2 separate regions of the Mus musculus genome follow, and region 1 is linked to region 2. A link is a contact called in public promoter capture Hi-C data. All regions are on one chromosome and are shown on one strand. Each heading gives the region's core, a stretch centred on a gene start, on an enhancer-like site or on the middle of the called end of the contact. The rest is flanking DNA. Distances are from core to core; before and after follow the strand shown. Region 1 holds the start of Zfp280d (zinc finger protein 280D). Region 2 holds the start of Ice2 (interactor of little elongation complex ELL subunit 2).

Evidence for each region. Promoter capture Hi-C pulls out the DNA fragments that hold promoters and counts their contacts.
Region 1: a contact with region 2 is called in a promoter capture Hi-C map of liver, with 7 times the contacts expected there. The contact joins the promoter of Zfp280d here to the promoter of Ice2 in region 2. A contact is called at or near these places in 3 of 39 promoter capture datasets (cranial neural crest, liver and pre-B cells).

The regions. Positions count from the first base shown.
Region 1 is chr9:72,270,514-72,276,931 of GRCm38.p6, reverse strand. Zfp280d (zinc finger protein 280D) reads right to left here and starts at 2,044. Exons shown (of 22, transcript NM_146224.5): 1 at 1,903-2,044.
Region 2 is chr9:69,394,741-69,400,647 of GRCm38.p6, reverse strand. It overlaps Ice2 (interactor of little elongation complex ELL subunit 2), which reads right to left and starts at 2,650. Exons shown (of 16, transcript NM_145618.3): 1 at 2,595-2,650; 2 at 1,561-1,702; 3 at 67-171. The coding sequence starts at 1,601.

The DNA of each region.
Region 1 (6,418 bases), core at 795-3,294, 2.9 Mb before region 2:
CTAAGCACTAAAACTATGCCAGACTACATGCTAATTGCAAAAGGAACAGTTTCAATAGTCAACATTTTAACTGAGACTAAAGCTAGAATTACTAATCATATACTGTCTCCCCACTTTTTATAATATGAAGTGTTCCAGATGATTTATGAAATATTGTAAAAAAATAATTAAGCCTGAATGTATTCAAGTTTTTTAGCCCTAACTTTATGTACTAAATGCATTTTAGCAAATATTTTTCTTGGGTGTGACCATGGTATTCTGTTACGGTAGTATAGAGAAAGTGGCCTTTATCTTTTCTTTATTGATATACATATCCAGTACTTAGGGGTGAACTGTAACGTCTTTAGCAATCATTCACATATTCAGCAGACTGAGACAAAGCAAATGTGACAAAATGTTTACAAATATTCACACTAGGTGGTAGGCATCTGAACATGCTATATTCAACTCCCCAGTGTGCTTGGAAAGAACATGACCACTAATAACATCTAAAGATAACAAATGATCCAGAAATTAGAGTCTAATGGCAAACGGAGTTTCTCAAATGTGGAGGCCTGTGCCTCCTCACCTATTCTCAGGAACCTCACTGCAGTGAAAATGGGACATAAAATACTGAGGTGAGCTGAATGAGGAGTCCTAAAACTTAAGGTTCCGTAATGGCCCCGGTAGCCAAGCGTTCTCATCGTCATTTCTGAGGCTGACCTTCAAAACTGCTCTGCCAACAAAAACGTCTCCGAAAGTAGCCCAAGGTAAACATTGACACCAATGACAGATACAACCACTCAAACTCAAGGATGGCTTTAGTGCAGATGGTGGACCATCAAAAAGCACAAGGTCCTCCAACCCGGTCCCTTCACCCTATCAGTTACATCCAAACAACTTGAGTTGGTACAGTCATCTCTCAAAACAAGATAGCACACAGATGCCAAGGGAAGGGTTTTGTACCTTCAAACTCTTACTTCCATCGTGTGAATTTATGGTTAAGGGCACTAAAAGACGTCCAAGTATTTAGATGATTCAGTCCAAACTTGAAAATAAAGCCAAATGTTTAAGTATGGCGGACTATTTAAAAAAAAAATTTTTTTTCTTCGTGAAGCCAAAAGTCTCCATGCTCGCAGCAGGTTAACGTCCATTTTTTTCCTAGCATATTTCTTTCCTAACGGGTTACAAATGCAGGTTGGTCGTGAAAACACCATCTTCTTGCGCAGGCTAAAACCTCAGCGCGACCACTCGTTTGTGGTTTATTAAGTGAAACCTGCAACGCACAGCTGGAAAATCTGTCAGGCTCGGTTCTCCTCAAAGCCCTCCTCTGGTAGACAATAGCGGGGCTATGGCAGAGTGGGGACATTCCTTTGACAAGAAAGGTGGCTAGATAGGAGCGGTCGTCTAGCACAAGGTAAGGCCTCTGTGGCTGTTATGGCGAACGCCAGTGGGGTTCTGCTCTTGCGTGAAGAGTCGAGTGGGTTGGGTTGTGAGCTCGGGTCTCCGCCACACACACACACACACACACACACACACACACACACACCCGCGGACAAGGTACAAAGGACCGAGGGGAGTCGTCCCCCGAGAGCACAGCCGGGCTGAGAAAGCGATGGGAGGATCTGCGCGGTGGCGAGGCGACGAGGCGAGGCGACGGCTGGGCGGCCCTGTACTGTGGGCCGCCGCGCCGCCGGCCGCCTCGCCTCGTCGCGCCGGGAACCCTCCCGCGCCAGGCCCGGCAAGATGGCGGGCCCGGCCCCATGCGCAGCCGGCCCCTGCCCTGCCCGGCCCGGGCGCTCTCGCCGACGCGCCGCGGCCCGAGACCCCCACCCTGCGCCCCCGGAGTGCGGCGGCGCGGCCGCGCGGGAGGGCCTTCGCGGGCGGGCGGGCGGGCGGCCGCGCGGGGCGGGGGACGCTTACCGTGAGCGGAGCGGCTCGGCCTGACTGGAGCCCTGAGGAGGAGGAGAAAGAGGAGGAGGCGAGGGAGGAGCGCGGGCTGTGTACGCCGAGGCCGCTCCGGCTCCCATCGCGGAGCGGGGCTGCTGGGCGCCGTGAGGGGGGAGGGGGCTGTCGCGAGCCAGGGCGCAGTGCCTCATGGGTAGGCTCCGGGTTGGCCTCGCGCGTCCGCGCTCCCAGTCTTCCCGCCAACGCGGGAGGCGAGCGCGGCCATATGCGCCGTGCTGCGGACCTCGAAGGCCCGGGCCGGCCGGGCCCTAGCAGCCGGCGAGGACACGCGGGGACCGGGCTGAGCTAGGCCGTGGCGCTCATGGCCGCCTCAGGCCTAGAATTTGTAGGCACTCAGCAGTGAGTTCCATCCTTCTCCGTGTGCGAGGGTTAAAGGGCATGGGGAAGGGTGTGAGAGGAAAAGGAGATGAGTTTCCAGGATAGTACCACGTTGTTTTTGGAAAGTACGTTTTTGTTTGGGTATCTTTTTCACTCCTATTGTATGAATAGTAATCCGTAATTGGAGGTGGAAAAAAATGGCCGATGTATTTATAAGAATACTTCATCGTAAGTCGGATCTGTAAGGAAACAGACACCATGTTATGTCCGAAATGTAGATGGACATTTGTGTGTTTGAACGATGTCAGATTTTGTTAAAAAAAAAAAAAAGAAAGGAAGGAAGGAAGAAAGAAAGAGGCAATAAAACGAGGGCTGGAGAGATGTAAAATGAGTAAGAGCCCATGTTGCTTTTCTAGAGTGCCCTAATTTGGTTCGCAGCACCCCATGGTGGCACACAACTACAGTTCAGGGGATCTGATGCCCTCTTCTGGCCTCGGTAGGCACCAGACACTAAAGTGGCACACAGGCATATATACAGACAAAAAAACACAGATACACATAAACTCAAATACTATGAGCTACCTTCTATCAAATAGCCTCAGTGTCTATAGATACCAGGCTCTCGGCGATCAAAGCTTCTTTTATTCCAGTCTTAATTACTAGCTCAATACATTTCATACTTAGAGAATGGGTACAAAAGGTTTAAAGAGACCAGCAGATTTCAGAGGACAAAAGCAGAAAGCTGATACATATATAAAGTGAGTTGCAGATACTAAGGGAAGGGATCTGGGAACCCAATAGGAGGCCAGTGGAGCTAGGGCTGCAGAACAGGACCACAGGGGGCTAGAAGCCAGAGAGGAGCAAGATCCATTAGAAAGACAGAAGGAGGACACTGCAGGTGGGCTAAGCCCAGTATTGTGAATTTAGGATTTGTCTGCCTATCACTTCCTTGAAAGAGACACCAGGTGGTCAGGTGAGAGGTTAGCAATTCAGTCACCATCTCAGTGTTAGGTACCTATATTATTAGTTTTCTAACTGAACTTAGAGAATGAATCCATGTGCATAGAAAGGGGGGTTATTAGAATGACTTATAAGCAACAATGGCTGGCTATGGACAAAAAGTCCAAGAATTCAGTAATTGCTCAATTCAGGTTGGATGTTTCAGTGGGTCTTCAAGATACCCTGGAATTCTAAAGGAGTAGGTAAAGAGGGAGGTGTTGTATCCCTACTTGGTTCTTGATTGTGTCAATAAAAAGGGGGGAAGCCAATTGCTGGACGAAAGAAAAATGGTGGGACTTGCAGGTCCCAGAAGAGAAGGGACACAGGGAGAGAGGAATTTGGACCAGGATTTGGATGGAAAGGGAAGCTGAAGTCATGTAGATCTTGGGACACTTAGAATTATTGTAGCCTCTGCTGCCAGCAAGGACTGAGAAGGTTGTGGGGAGCTGGCTGATAGAATTGGGGCAGGAAATTCTTTACCCAGCTGTTGAGTTATCTGGCTAGCTTTAAAATAATAAAACTGTCTAATGTTTTCTATCCATGTAGCTAAGGTGGACAGGAGAAGAAAGAGGGCAGCCAGGGCAGTTGCTGGTGGAAGTTAGCCTGAGAGGGTTGGGGGAGCAATTGCAGCTCCTGGGAAAAATGACCAGCTGGTCATTGGCAGAGCTGAATGAGACTGGTGGTGGCAGATCACAGAGCTAAACCCAGAGAGGCTGGAGTGCAGGCTGTGACACCAGGCAAGGTTGGTAACAGGTTTTTAAAATTACACGCAACAAGTAGGCTATAAGGCTGAAAAAGTATAACCTAAAAACAAAATTCTAGGCCTTTAGGCCCAGGCTTAAGAATGTGACCTTTGTGACTCAATGCTCCAAGGCATGCTAATCATAAAACAGATAGCAACATTCCTCCACCCACCCACTTCCTGGGTTCAGGAAGCGTTCATTCAAAGAAAGTTGCCTTGACTCTTGCTGGAACCCGCTGTGCAAAGGTGCTATTGTTAGAGGCTCCTAGAAAACTGTCTTGACTTTCCACCACCTCATGACTCTTAACTGGTATTTTTGGTATTTTCCAACAACGCCCTCCCCACCTCCTTGAGTTGTGGTTTCTTCCTTTAAATACCCCCTTACCCAACTACTCGGGGTGCCAGGGGTCCTCTACCCCTGTGTGGTATATGACTGTGGGCCCAAAAGCGCTCTTGAATAAAAGTCCTCTTGCAGTTTGCAGCGAGACCGTTTCTCGTGAGTGATTTGGGGTGTCGCCTCTCCTGAGTCAGAATGTGGGGGAGTCCTCATGTTGTGGGTCTTTCAAGGCAAGTAAAGGAATGGAATCTCTAAGAAAGCGAGGACACATATAAACCCTTCTGCCTCAGTGGGGTAGCAGTGGTGCACACCTTTAATCCCAGCACTCACTCAGGAGGCAGAGGCAGAGGCAGGTGGATCTCCAAGTCTGAGGCGAACCTAGTGTACATTGTGAGTTCCAGGACAGCCAGGACTTCACAGAGAAACCCTGTCTCGAAAAAACCAAAGGTAAAAATAAATAATAAAATAAATGAAAAACATCAGTCTTCGTCACCACAGTGTCTCTGTGTACAGATAAAATATGTGATCCTTCTGCTTCTGCATTTGTAGTCAAGATGGAGCTGATCTGGGCAAGGTATGGCCTGATCAGAACAGAAACTTTCCTACACTGAGAGCTCTCCAAAGATCAATGACAATAGTAGCCTAATTTTTCAAGTGTGAACAATACTTAAATTCTTGCCTCTCACAAACCTGCCTTCCTATTTTGATTAAGTTTTTTCTCTTCAGCTCTAAACTTTTGCAGATATTCCTTATCAATGTAGCCAACATGCTGATTACCTTTCCAGATTAATCTTCCCAAGAAACAACATTTGAATAATTTTGATTACTGCATCCTTAAAACTTTTTGGCTACTAGTAGCAGTAGCAATGGGGACATAATCAGGTTAAGATGTGATATTTCACTTTGCCTCAGAAAAGAATTTCAGGATGAACCAGGAAATAACAGAATTGGAGTTTGTTAGGAAGAAGTTTCATACACATTCCATCATAGGGATATAAGAGAGGGGAAGACTTAGGAAAGTTAGTATGAGTACTGGAAATAACAATAATAAGCTTGTCTTAGGGTTTCTATTCCTGCACAAAACATCATGACCAAGAAGCCAGTTGGGGAGGAAAGGGTTTATTCAGCTTACACCTCCAAACTGCTGTTCATCACTAAAGGAAATCAGGATTGGAACTCAAGCAGGTCAAGGAGCAGAAGCTGATGCAGAGGCCATGGGGAGATAGATTTTTTTTTTTTTTTTTTTTTTTTTTTTTTTTTTTGGAGAGAGAGATGTTTCTTACTGGCTTGCTTCCCCTGGCTTGCTCACCTTGCTTTCTTATAGAACCCAAGACAACCATCCCAGGGATGGTACCACCCACAATGGGCCCTCCCCACCTTGATCACTAATTGAGAAAATACCCCACAGCTGTATCTCATGGAGACATTTCCTCAACTGAAGCCCCTTTCTCTGTGATAACTCCAGCTTGTGTCAAGTTGACAAAAAGCCAGCCAGTACAAACCTCAAGAAACTAGTGAAAAAGAAACTAGTGAAAAGAAGCAGTTGCAAACATACAACTATGCTGGTTTAGAGAAAAGGCCAAAAAACGACAACTGGAATACTGATTTGGCACAAGGCAGCAGTTTTTAAAATCTCCTATCATGAAAAACTCCTGTTCTCCTATAACCCTGAATTTTCACTCCTTCCAAATTCCCCCATCTCATTGGCCTTGAACACAAAGCCTTATCCAGTGAACGAACAGTTTAAAGCTTAGACTTCACACCTCCAATTGGGTTCAATCACAGACTTTTCTAACAAGAGTTCTTCCTAGCCAGCTGTAAGTATGGAAGGAAAGTCCTACTGAAAATGGACTATAACAATCGGTTTCTTTCAGTAGTGTATATGATGGGTGCCATGCACTAATGCCAGGAAAGGAAGGGTGTCACTGGATGCTGGGAGGTTGAAGAGAATTCAAAAAGTTGCAGGTAGATAGAGCATGACTTATTTACCAATAGACAGGTCTCTAGGCATCAAGCACTCAGCAATGCAAAAGCACTTATGTACCAAGCACAGGTCAACACACACATACAGAGAC
Region 2 (5,907 bases), core at 1,401-3,900:
CATAAAATTTCAGTTATCAGAAAAACAGCAATGAAATGAAAAATTAAATAACCAAGTGAATATTACCTGTTAGACAAAATATAGAGTTCTTTTAAACTTGGAGCCATGGAATGGTCTTTATAATTTTCTGGAGAGAAAAATGCTTTAAGGCCATTTTTGGGTGTAACATCCCTGTGGAATAAAGTAATTTATTTGTACTCGACAATTCAAAATCTCATGTTAGACAAAGAAGCATAATGTTAGAGCTGTAAGTTATAACCTCTACCCCAGCTTTTCCCAATCACCTCCTAGCCAGTATAATTTCATGTACCAGATCTTGTGTATTTACATGTTTTACTTCTTAGATAGCTTTAAGCTTGGAGCAGTGTGAAATTCTCAAGGTCCATAGTTTGTTTTCCTGTAGTATACAAATAACTTCAGAAGCTTGAACAGTAAAGGTGGGACAGAATGACATTTAATCAAGGGTCTGTCAGGGCCAGGGCTCACCTCTGGCATGAATGGTAATGTTAAAATGTAACAACTTATTTTTGATTTGGGTACTATTGTGCCAAGTGAAAACACTGGCCCTCCTATTTACTGTTAACTTGATCTGACTTGATAAATGGGGTGAATGACAGGTGTTTCCTAAACCCATCTCTAAAGTGATAAGTTCTATAATATCAAAATTAGTTTGAGACTAATACAGCCAATGTTGGTTAAATGAAAGAAATAAAGAATTGAAGTACTGAGATTAATTTAAGGATTAATCTGTGGGAATGGAAACTGTAACACTTCAAAATCACTTTGGTATCACAGTGCCAGAGGTGTGGGGGAGCATCTGCACAGCACAGAACTATCTAGGGAATACCTAGATATCATGAGAATACCTAGTTCTAGTACTAGGAAGAATTGTAAATGATTCAGTACAGGTTGGACATGGTGGAACACACCTTTAATCCAGCACTCAGGATGCTGAGGCAGGTGGATCTCTCTGAGTACAAGGCCAGACTGATCTCCATAGTGAGCTCCAGGTAAGCCTGGAGACCAGAGAGACCCAGCCCCCACCCCACCCCAAAATATCCCATTATAATTGAGACTGATACGTTATGGTCAATGTTACTTGAGTGAAGGAATTAAACTGAAATATTGACAACAATTCGAGCACTTCTCCACAAGAAAACTGTAATAATGATATAAAATTATAACTAAGAACTTGAGTGTTAGGTTGTCATTTTAGGAATTGAAATCTTTCCAGCTAGGGGGCTGGAGAGATGGCTCAGCAAATGTCCTGAGTTCGAATCCCAGCAACCACATGGTGGCTCACAACCATCTGTAATGGGATCTGATGCCCTCTTCTGGTGTGTCTGCAGACAGCTACAGTGTACTCATATACATAATAAAAAAAATCTTTAAAAATCAGTCAGCTATAACTCAACAAACTTGGTATATGAACAGGGTAATTTCTGAGACCCTGGTGGCTAAAAATTATAAAATCTCTCCAGGCCAGAAATCTCCTTTCCTATGATACCCACCATCCCCAGCTTGTTCCTTCACAGTGGATCAGGAAGAGGACCAACTCACCAGTTCAGCCTTGGTTCACTCATGGTTATGCTAGAGCTCATCTTCCTAGAATTCTCCTTCACTCTAGCCCACAATTATTTCAGCTGGGCAGTGAAGGCTCCCAGAGAGTGAGGGTCGGATCCTTCCTAGAGTCTACAGTTAACTGAAGACAAACAAAAGGTCAAGATCAAACCTATATCACCTTGGGTCATAAAAAGCCTTTGCTTGATTAGCATCTACCTCAAGTGACTAAAACACACAGGCAGGCAGAACGATTCTTTGTAGCAAAGATCCGTTCCCTTTAACTTATGCAAGGAGTGTTAGCCTCAACATTAGCTGAGTTAGTAAGACCCCAAACCAGAAGGGTGCCCTGTGTTCTCGCATTGTTTACATTATGGCAGGGCTGTCTTCCCTTCCCCTCACTCCCTTACCACCAATACAAATCGTGTTTCCATTTCCTCTAGTTATATACAGCTATGGAGGCGGTCTATGACATGCGATGCACACAGAAAAGGCTCTCTGGATCCCAGGGACCGTGTCCTTTTCAAAGAGAACTTTGCACTTGTGACACTCAGGTGCGAGCAACTCCAGAAAACAATTCACAGGCACCTTTAAAGGTGTCATCGGAATTAACGCTGTAGCTTGACTTCTTCACTCACGCTGGGTGTCTGTCCCTGTCATCCCGTGCGGCCTTGAGATACTTAGGAGTCCAATGCAGGAACTGGCCTCTGGGTCCCTATGGGGTCTCAGGGGCGTCCCTCTCCGCCTACCACCTACCTCTCCTTTCCCCTGAGTGTGGGGCTGAGGGGGAGGGGAGGGAACTACAGAGAAGCAAAGGGAGACAAAAGTATCGGGGAAGGAGAGGGGTCGAATGAGGAAAGCCTTAGGGCCTGTGAGGGAAGCCGCCGAGGAAGACACGTGAGGGAAGCCGCCGAGGAAGGCCTGTGAGCAAAGTCCGGTGAGGCGCTGCCTCAGACCCGCGTCGCCATGTTCCCTCTCCCGCCCCTCGCGTTCCCGACGAGCCGGAGTCGGCGCGCAGCCGCCTTTCCGCCCACCTCAGGGTCCCAAGCGGCTCTGGCCCCCGAGAAAAGCCGACGCTTCCACACACGTTTTGTGCTGAACTCACTGCTGCCCGCCTACGAAGGCCTCATTTAAAAGCCCCGAGGGCGCCCGCACGGCCGCGCGTGATGACGTCACGCGAGCGCCGCGGGACGGGCCTGCGCGCGAATGCAAAGGGAGGACTGGCCACAGTGTTAAGGGACCAGGTAGACCCAGGCTGTAACTTCAGGCTTCCCTCATTCTGATCCTGACTCGTCAGTAGTTTTTATGTGTGTGCTTGATTGTCTGTCTGTCTGTCTGTCTTAGAAATAGTGTCTCAAGTAGGGCAGGTTCACTTTAAATATCCTATGTACTCCAGCCAAGGCTAACCTTGAACTTCTCATCCTTATGACCCCCACATCCTGAGTGTTGGGATTACAGACATGCACTACCACCACACCCCATGTATACGGTGTTGGAAAGGGAACCTAATCTTTCAGGATGACAGGCAAGCACCCTACCAAGTTACATATTCAGCCCCTATCATCAATTTTTATTACATACAGATAAGGGTTTTGGAAAGGTCTAAATAAGACAAAGAATGAAGCTATATTTAGCGCACTACTCAACACATACTAGGCTCTCATTACACCCAAAATCTCCACTCCACTCTCTTTTTCATTTTAGAGATAGGCCAATGTCTGCTAGTGGGCCTTCGAGTCTCTCACGCTATTCTTGCAGCAATTCATTAAAAAGAGATGGATTAAGCACAAATATTTTCTGTTTGGTGTTGAGTGCAAGAAGGACCAAAACTAAAACCGGCTTTTCCAGAACTTCTGATTTTTGGGACTCTAAGTCATCGTGTGTAAACGGATCAAAAAAGAGAGTGACGAGCCACTTTAAGTGTTACTGGGGCTGGAGAAAAGGCTTGGTAGTTAAGACTGTTTGCTGCTGTTCTTCCAGAGGACTCAAGTTCAGTCCTCAGCACCCACATGAGGTGGCTCACAAACATTTGTTATCCAGCTCCTGAGGATTTGGTACCTACCCGCTGCCCTCCTACCTGCTGCCCTCCGAGAGTACCCAAACACATGTGGTACACACATGGAGACATTTAAATAAAAATAAATCTTTTAAGACAAGATGTTGTGGCTAGAACCATAAATGATGACCCCCTTTTAAGCTGGGTGTGGTGGCGCACGCCTTTAATCCCAGCACTCGGGAAGCAGAGACAGGCAGATTTCTGAGTTCGAGGCCAGCCTGGTCTACAGAGTGAGTTCCAGGATAGCCAGAGCTACACAGAGAAACCCTGTCTCGAAAATAAATAAATAAATATTTAAAAATAAAAATAAATAAATAATAAATAAATAAATATTCCCCTTTCAAGTTTACTCATCTTAATCTTCCCTCTTTCACTTGCTTGAAATATCTGATTCTCTTCTATATGTCTTTTGTGTATTTTCTAGTAACATTACTGTTTTAACACACCCATGATGTTATCTTTCTTTCACTTCTGAGTCCCCCATGAAGTATCCATTGTAAGGTAAGGTTGGTAGTCCCCAGTTTCCTCAGTTTTTGCTTATCTTGGAAGATCTTTGTTTCCCCCTCATTTCTGAAGAATAGCTCTGCTGAGTATAGTGATCCTGATTGGCAGTTGTTTTCTTTCCTGACTTGAAATATGTCATTCTGTGCTTTCCTTGCCTGTAGGGCTTTTACTGAGAAATTTCCTCTTACTCTAATGGGGCTTCTATTAAATGTGATTTAGTGCTTTGCAGATTTTACAGTTCTTTTCTATCACGTATTTAGCTGTTATCTTGCTGCTGTTCTGGGGATTTAACCCCGAGCTTTAAGTATGCTAACCAGGCATTAGCGCTGAGCTGTAGCCCCAGTGCTGCCCTATCCTCTTGACAGTGTGGTTATGTAATGGTGATGGTTCTTTCTGCTCATGTCTTTTCTGGGGATCCAGAGGTCTCCGGTTTATGAGTGTCCAATACCTTTCTGAAGCTAGGGAAGCTTTCTGTTAGCATTTCATTTAATGACTGTTCTACACATTTAAACTTTATTCTCTTGACCTGGGTATGGCAGTGATAGAAATGTTTGTCCCCCATTCAATGCTGTCTCCCAAAATCTTGAATGTCCTTTTTTTTCTCTTTTGTTCTGAATTTGATAGTTTGAAAGGTATGCCTTTAAGTTCTCACAGTCTCTCTTCCACTTGATGTGCTCTGTAGTTGAGGCTTTCACGTGAATTTTCTAAAAGATATTTATTTTTAAAATAAATTATTTCAGGTTTATGTGTCTTGTTTTATGTGCATAAATGTTTTGCCTGCACATATGTCTGTGTGTGCAGTGCCTGTAGGGCATCAGAAGAGGGCGTTATAGTCCCTGAAAGTGGAGCTATTGGATGTCTGTGAATCACCATGTGGGTGCTGGAACAAATGCTCTTAACTGCTGAGCCATCTTTTCAGCCATTATCTATTTTAATTTATTTTAATTTAATTTTAAGTGTATATTTGCACACGTATGTATGCATGTATGTATGTATGTGCACTATGTATATGTAGTATCACATGCCAGAAGAGGGTGTTGGATCCTCTGCAACTGGATTACAGACACCATGTGAGTGCTCAGAACTGAACTCAGGTCCTCTACAGGAGCAACCAGTGAGTGCTCTTAGCCACTGAGCCAGCTTTCTAATCCTCAAATGAACTTTATTTTTTATTTTTATTTTTTCTAGACTCGCTCCTGATTTTAAGCATTTCTGTTTGGTTCTTGTTCAAAACTGGTTTTCACTTGATTTTCTCTCTCAAATCTCACTCTGTCTTCCTAGCTCCAGTTACTGGTTCAGTTGTGTTCTCTTGGGCTTCTTTGGGCTTTGCAAAGTTACTCTTTTGAATCCTTTATCCGGTGGTCCATTCATGCTGTGCTCATGTCTAGTTTTCCCAAAAGCATGTGGTCAAAGTGTGGGGACAGCAGCTACTGTGGGTGTGGCTAGGAGCAGGATGTCAGATCCTTCCTACCAGTGTATCATGGGCACAGGGCAGCACTTTCCTCAGTTTACTGCTTGCCTGCTTGCCTGCTTGCCTGCTTGCCTGCTTGCCTGCTTGCCTGCTTGCCTGCTTGCCTGCTTGCCTGCTTGCCTGCTTGCCTGCTTGCCTGCCTGCCTGCCTGCCTGCCTGCCTGCCTGCCTACCTCCCTCCCTCCCTCCCTCCCTCCCTCCCTTCCTTCCTTCCTTCCTTCCTTTCTTTTTTTACTTTTCTATTTTATTTTCCAGACAAGGTCTCAGTCTGTAGCCTTGGCTAGCCTGATACTCAGTTTATATCGCCTAGGACTTAT